Linked DNA regions of Rattus norvegicus: region 1 is linked to region 2. A link is a contact called in public Hi-C data. All regions are on one chromosome and are shown on one strand. The core of a region is the stretch at or near the end of the contact, and the rest is flanking DNA. Distances in the headings are between cores, read along the strand shown. Region 1 has its middle 12 kb from the start of Pla2g2f. Region 2 has its middle 6.7 kb from the start of Camk2n1.

Region 1 (3,513 bases), core at 391-2,890, 310 kb after region 2:
GCAAGCTTCGGGCAGTCAGTAAGAGGCAGCACATTCATGACCTGTGTGCCTTGTTTAGATAATGGGATAAGAGTATCTCCTCTCTTACACCCCTTACTGGTTAACAGACAAACACGAGACATCTGAAGAAGCAGGACAGGAGTTAGGTTCTGGGGCACAGGAACATGAACTCGGTTTTGATCCTGCCGGCAAGGTGGATCTTGTTCCTGAGAAGGCTGGACTCAGGAAACTTCCTCTTAACAAGTTAGTTGATGGCGCTGGTCCTTAGTCACCGATACTGTCAGGCTCTCAGCTCTTGGGCCAGACTTGGCGGCCATGGGAGTGTGGTCACTTGCCCCGTCCCCTTCTTCCAGGAGGTACTGGGGAAAATGGTTGGATTTGTGGAGTTGTAGGGAACACTCGTGGCTCCCTTCACTTAGTAGGTCAGCTAACATATGTGTATCGAGCCCATACCGTGTGCCATGTGCAGTGCTGAGCAGCAGGGAGTCAGAGATTTAAAGACACACACACAGACTTCAAGTCTGAGAATTTTGAATCCCAGGGAGAACGCTGAGAGCCATGGCGGCTTCTACCAATGCCAGAGGCTAACACCCGGGACTGAGAAAACTAAGCACGAGGAGACAGCAGGGTCAGCAGAGGGCCTGGGAGCTAGGGCCCTGAGCAGTACCTAGTTCAAATCACAGAGTCGTCTTTCTTCCTCCACCCTACCCAGGTACAGCAAGTAGACACGGGTGGGGGCAGGGCAGGGATGCAGGAACATTAGGGCACACCGATGTGGCTAGGCTAAGCTAGAGCATGTTACCTTCTCAGGGGTCCTGTCATGTCAGAGACTGGTTCCAACCTGGAAAGATGTCTGAGTGACAGCTGTGGTAGAAGAAGAGAGGCCAGGGTGATATCAGCATGAAGGGCTGGATTGCTATGTGAGATCCAGATCTCTTCTGCCACTGGGGTCAGCTTCTACACTGGAAATAGATGGGCTGCGTTATGGAGGGTGGTGTGAGTCCCTGTCTGCGTTGTGCCGGGAATCAGAGCAGAGTGTTAGCGCTGTAAAAGGACATGCTGGTGCTTGCAGGAAATCATCGATTTCTTGGAAGGGCAGCCATTCATCTGCACCAGGGATTGACTTTATGCCAGGCTTGTGATGAGGGTAGAAAAGTAGAAATTCTGTCCGCTGCAAGGAGCAGTCAGAGGACACAAGGACCAAATAGCTTGGGAGTTGCGGAAGTAGGTGTCTGCTGAGGGAGCAGTGACCACTGGGGGAAAGGCTCCTTCAAGGAATTCAGGGACAGGGGTGAGGGCTGACATCTTGCCTGAGACCCTAAAGAAGAGAAGGAGTTGAGAGAGCTGAGTATGCTGTGTGGAGCCCCACCCCCACCCCCACCCCCACCCCAGGTATATGGATGGAGGATAATGCGGGGGTCGGGTTCCTCTCAAATCCATCATCCCACCTTCGAGCTGCTGGCACGGCCTTGCCAGCACAGCCCGATTCTGTGTTGACAAAATACTCGAACGAAATGATTACATGCAAATAAAATGCAAGAGGAAAAATCTAAACTCAGCCTCCTGGATTGTCCGCATCCATCGGCGCCTCCCACTCGGCTTCTCATCAGCGGGACACCTGGGCCCACTCTTCCCCCACCTTGCGGTGATTGGTTCCCTTGCAGCCCAGCTCTGTTACACGTGACCTATCAACACGACTAACCCCGCCCCCGGCTCTGCTCCAGCGGTTTTCGCCTCTCGCCCAATGCACCACGTCCACCATTCTTTATAGTCTTTGCCCCCATTAGAACGGAAGTTCACAAGGGCGATGGTTTTGTTGCCCTTGCTATCCCTGATGTGTATGTGAAGCCGGGTGGAGGGAAGAGGGCATCTGGAGAGGCTGGAGAGACAGCATGCGGTTAAAAGCGCTTGTTGCTTTTGCAGAGGACCTGTTTCTGGTTCTGGTGTTCACATGGCAACTCACAACCATCAGTAGCTTCAGTTCCAGGGGACCCAGCACCCTCTTCTTTTGCCCTCGGGCATCAGGCATTCACGTGATCCATATACACACAGACAAAAACGTGTGTGTGTGTGTGTGTGTGTGTGTGTGTGTGTGTGTGTGTGTGTGTGTGTTTTAAAGAGGACAGTGGGATGTGAAAGAGTTTGCAAGTAGCTCTGAAGGGGGGATGGAAGGAGGGGTGTTTTGAGGATGTAATCCAGTCAAATCCAGGAGGGCTTACAGTCAGTGAAAAGTCTTGGTCCTGGGAGCTGCATGCCTGAGATGTTGGGAGCATAGTGTGGCAGCAAGTGATGTGACCCCAACTGCTGCTGGCACAGGTAGCCTCTGAGTGTTGATCCAGTGCACGCCAGCAACTCCTGACCTATCCCAAGGCACACACAGTCCAGTTCCCTTGTCTGCATCACCCAGCTAGCATGCTCCCACCAGCTTCAACCTGACTTCGTCCAAGAATTCCCCTCCTCAGGCTGGTCCCAGAAGAACCCAGAACTGGGAAGGAGAGAACTTAGAGGTCACTCTCAGGTTCAACGCTGCCCCTCTGGAAGCCTTGCTCCTGGTTCTGGCTGGACCCAAAAGAAGTAGCTCGTGATTCAGAGGTGGCCAGGAGAGAGGCTGGAATGAGGGGGACCCCCAGCCTCCTCTAGTTGCCTCGATGTAACTGGTGTTTGTGTAACCCTGTGTGCTTTTTCACGTGTGGTCGTACTGATCCCTGGGGAGGTCCCAAGACGAAGGCCTGTGACTGCAGAGCTCCAGAAGGCAAGCCTCTCTTCTGATTTGAAATCTCCGTCACTTCCCGTGATGTCTCCTTTCTTACAGACCATCTGGATTTGGAATCACCTAGGAGACACACCTCACTTCCAAATGCTCCTTTGAGGGTGTTTCTGAGGTAGTTTGAGGAGATAAGAGCAACTCTAAATATGGTAAACACTATTTCATGGCTAGAGACCCAGATCGAATAAAAGGGGGTAAAGGAGAAATCAAATTGGTCACTAGCATTCCTCCCTCCTCCCTCTTCTCTCTTCCCTTCCTCATCCTCCCTCCCTCCTCTCTCCTACACCCTTCCTCCTTCCTCCCTCCTCCTTCCTCCCTAACTGTAAGTCAGTATACCCAGCTGCCACAGGCTCTGGCTCCCAGGCCTTCTCCATCATAATGGGCTGTTTTATGTGAGAGCTCCAAACAAACCCTTTCTTCCTTAAGTAGCTTTTGCCAGGAACTCTGTCCCAGAAAAATGAACTAAGACACATCTCACCCCCCTTTATAGGAGAGGGCTATCGGACCCGAAGCTTTCTGAGACTGAGTAGAGTCGGGGAAATTCTTGGGTGACAATGAATAACTTACGTGGCCTCTTTGGATGTATAAAGGCCTCCTCATTTATAAAGGAAACGGTGAAGTGTTCAAGTCAGGCAGCCGCCAGGCAGGAGGGAGGGATAAGGCAGCTTGGAGTACAGTGTTCGTGTAGTAGGTGCTCACTTAATCCTTGACTGACATCCTGGGGCTGACTCCTGCTCCAGGAGGCT
Region 2 (3,314 bases), core at 434-2,933:
CTCACTATATAGCCCAGAATGGCTTTGAACTCAGACCCTTTCTGCCTTAGCTTCCAGAATGCTGATTTCAACCATGCCTGGCTGCTGTGTGATCCCGGTCCAGTGGTGGAACCTCTCTGACCTTCAGTTCTAACTGGAAAAGGAATAGGTTGGATTAGAATGTTCCGAAACTCCATCCAGCTCAGGCATTTTGTGTGTCCACAAGATGGAGAGTGAAAGAGGTTTTTAGCCCCCCCCCCCCCCACGACTGTGGGCCGGGCATCTGGGACCTGAGTGGCTTCTTTTTGGCCTAGCCGTGTCACAGCCTCGGGATGGTGTTTGTGGAAAGCCGGGGAGCGCAGCCCATTTTCTCTCTAATTAGATAGCGTTGACTTGACCATTTTGAATGAGATAAGTTTCCCTGCGTGATGTCCCTAGTTGCTCCCCGAAGCGCTCATTAGTCACTTCCCTGCAGCTGCCTTATTGTTTTCCAGATGCCAGCCGGAGGACTTGGCATTTCCCTTCCCTGATTGGAGTGGTAAGGCTGAGCTGGGAACATAGGCAGGCATCGCAGGGAGGGGCTTTGCGGCTTTTGCTCTTCCCCCTCATGCCCTCCGGAGCCACCACCTCACATTAGGGGCTTCAAAGCAGATACCTATACTTGTGGGTTGAGCCTGGTGAGCGGTGGCCACAGAAAAGCTCAACACACATTTATGAGGCCCTTAGTGTGCCTGGCGTCTGAGTGCCTGAGGGTAGAAATGAGTGTATGTTCCTGCTCTTCTCAGCCTTCCCTCCTTAGCCTGGTGCCCCTTAGGAGGGCGCTTCAAGCAAGCTTGCAATGTTTTATTTATCCCCTTCCTCTCTGCCACCCTTCCCAGTTCTCTCATAGCGCAGCGTCTGATATGACCACCAGGTGGTGCTGTGCGCCCACAGTTGAGGACTTCCGGGGAACTTGGAAGAGAAACAGGTTATGATCAGAGGCCTGTGCAATTTTCTCGACTAGGAGGCCTGGCAATAGGCCTCGGAGGTCTGAGAGAAGAATCTAGGGAGGACCCCGGGCTGCCAATTCTGGGACTACCCTGGCACACCCTGGTAAGGACGAGACAGTAATTCTACAGTTTCCACCTTCTTTGCCCAACTCACCAGGACGAAGGCTGAAAGTGTGAGACTCTGCAAAGTCTGGGGGGGTGGGGGAAGGGGTCCTCACGTTACTCCTGCTGTGGTTTCCCAAGCGCTCATGCCTTTAAAAGCGCTAGCCATCTTTCCCTTACTCAACTAGATATGCATAATGCATCAGATGTCTTAAAATATGCACATGACTTCACGAAGGAGAGGGATGCTGGGGGGAAAAAACCCTTATGACACAGATTTTAGCTTTTGCTTTTTTTCTCTGGGAGAAATTTTACTTCTCCCCAGCCTGGCTTCTTGCCAGCTCTCATTCCCCTCTCTCCTGTCCTTCCCCACTCCCCCTTTCTTCCCCTGGAGCAGCCTGTCTCCTTTGCTGCTTTTTCTTCCTCCTATGCCCTGGCGTCTTTCATTATGACCCTTCCCACCCTTCCTGATGGTTGGATTGGTCTTCTTCCCTGACAGCTTTTTAGCTTCTCCTGATGTCTGTGAATCTTCCTCATCACCAGTGTTCTGATCTGCCTCCGCTCCCTGGACCAAATGGCTATTGCATTCAACCATCCCTGCCCCAGGGCTGCCAGGCAGGTCCTCCCTAATCCTGCGTGGGCTGCCCTTCAGCCACCAGCTCTTCCGGTTACACGGGAATTTCTGTCCATCCCTGCAGACCCCGAGGGCTGAGGGCGGAGGGACCCACTACGTGAACTGTTCCCTGCCCTTGCTTTAAGGTACAGACTACATCTGCACCTTGCCTTAGCCTCATTCTCATTTTACTGCTGAGAGGAATTCTGGCTCAGAGAGGGCAGTGCCGTCTCCAGGTTACACGGGGAGCGAGGGTGGGGATGGGGGTGGGGGGAAGAGAGGAAGAATATGGAGCTAGGGCTGGTCTCCTGCTTTGCCCCCACTAACTGGTGCTTCAGAAGCTCTGTAGTCTCTCCACAGAGGTTCTGGATGGTCCCCTCTGTGGAAAGGATCCCTTTCCTATCTGACAGAACTAGGGGAGGGGACCATCCAGAACCTCGTCATCTACTTTCTGAACGGAGACTGGGTTCAGCAGCTCATGGACACATCTCTCTTGTCGGAGTTAAGAGCTCTTGGTTCTGAACTCAGATCCAGGGCTCTCCTTAGCTCATTCATTCTGTGGCTTATGGGCTGGAAGTGCAAACCGATGCTAAGTTGTCCCAAGGACACTCTGGAGGGAGGTGCTTCAGTGCTGCCTCTAGGACACAGGCTTCTCTCCATCATCCGAAGGCCCTTCGGGTTCCTAGAAATCTTGCACAAGAGGTTTTGAACCTCAAGAAGAGAGTTATCTCTTTCATAGACTCCTCTGGCCTGGGACAGGTTTCCATGGTTACGGTGAGATGAGGTGAAAGCGTTTGCTCCCACTTTCTTAACTCCTGGAATCCTCGGGGAGGCACTGCTTGCTACCCAGCAGTGCCAGAGCTTGGCCTTCAGACCGGAACCTGCTGGTTTTTATTGTCAAGGTGCCCTTGGGCTGTCACTTTACTTTTCTGGCCTGGATGCTCTCAACTGTAAGATTGAGGTGACAGTCAACAGCCATTTTCCAGGGTCCTGGGGGTGGATATATGTGTAGCGTGGTCATCAGGACTTGGGCATAGCAGGTTAACAATCGATGGGTGGAATGGAGCTTGGGATTGGAGCTCTGTGACCTCTCTGAGGCGGGGGGGGGGGGGTCAGCTTCTCTTTTGTCTACCCTTTACCAGCTATGTTTTGATGCCATTCTTTTCGAAATCAAGGTTTTTTTTGTTTTTGTTTTTAGAGATATTTTAGTGTTTTTGTCTGTTTGTGAACCAAGTGTGTGTCTGGAGGGGGAAGAGGGCATTGAATTTTCAGGCGCTGAAATTATAGAAGGTGCGAGATACCATGTGGGTTTTGGGAAACCTAACCCAGGTCCCTTACAAGAGCAGCCAGTATTTTTTTTAAGATTTATTTATTTATTTAATGTATGTGAGTACACTATCATTGTCTTTGGACACACCAGAAGAGGGCATCAGATCCCATTACAGATGGTTGTGAGCCACCATGTGGTTGCTGGGATTTGAACTCAGGTCCTTTGGAAGAGCAGTCAGTGCTCTTAACCACTGAGCCATCTCTCCAGCCTGCAGCCAGTATCCTTAATTGTTAAACCATCTGTCCTGTTGGGGAGTCAGGGTCCTTAAGGGGCAGAAGCTTCTTGGGAGCCCTCGACAGGG

The links. A called contact is a pair of places that touch in the nucleus more often than the background predicts.
Region 1: a contact with region 2 is called in a Hi-C map of frontal cortex, with 3 times the contacts expected there. The contact joins two enhancer-like sites. A contact is called at or near these places in 3 of 12 Hi-C or Micro-C datasets (the A7r5 cell line, Schwann cells and frontal cortex).

What each region holds. Positions count from the first base shown.
Region 1 is chr5:156,263,126-156,266,638 of GRCr8, forward strand. No RefSeq gene overlaps it. Among named protein-coding and RNA genes, the nearest start is that of Pla2g2f, 12 kb to the right of the region's middle. Within about 2 kb of position 1,641, at least 19 of the 93 cell types and tissues checked have an H3K27ac peak or open chromatin away from gene starts, as enhancers often do.
Region 2 is chr5:155,949,793-155,953,106 of GRCr8, forward strand. No RefSeq gene overlaps it. Among named protein-coding and RNA genes, the nearest start is that of Camk2n1, 6.7 kb to the right of the region's middle. Within about 2 kb of position 1,684, at least 11 of the 93 cell types and tissues checked have an H3K27ac peak or open chromatin away from gene starts, as enhancers often do.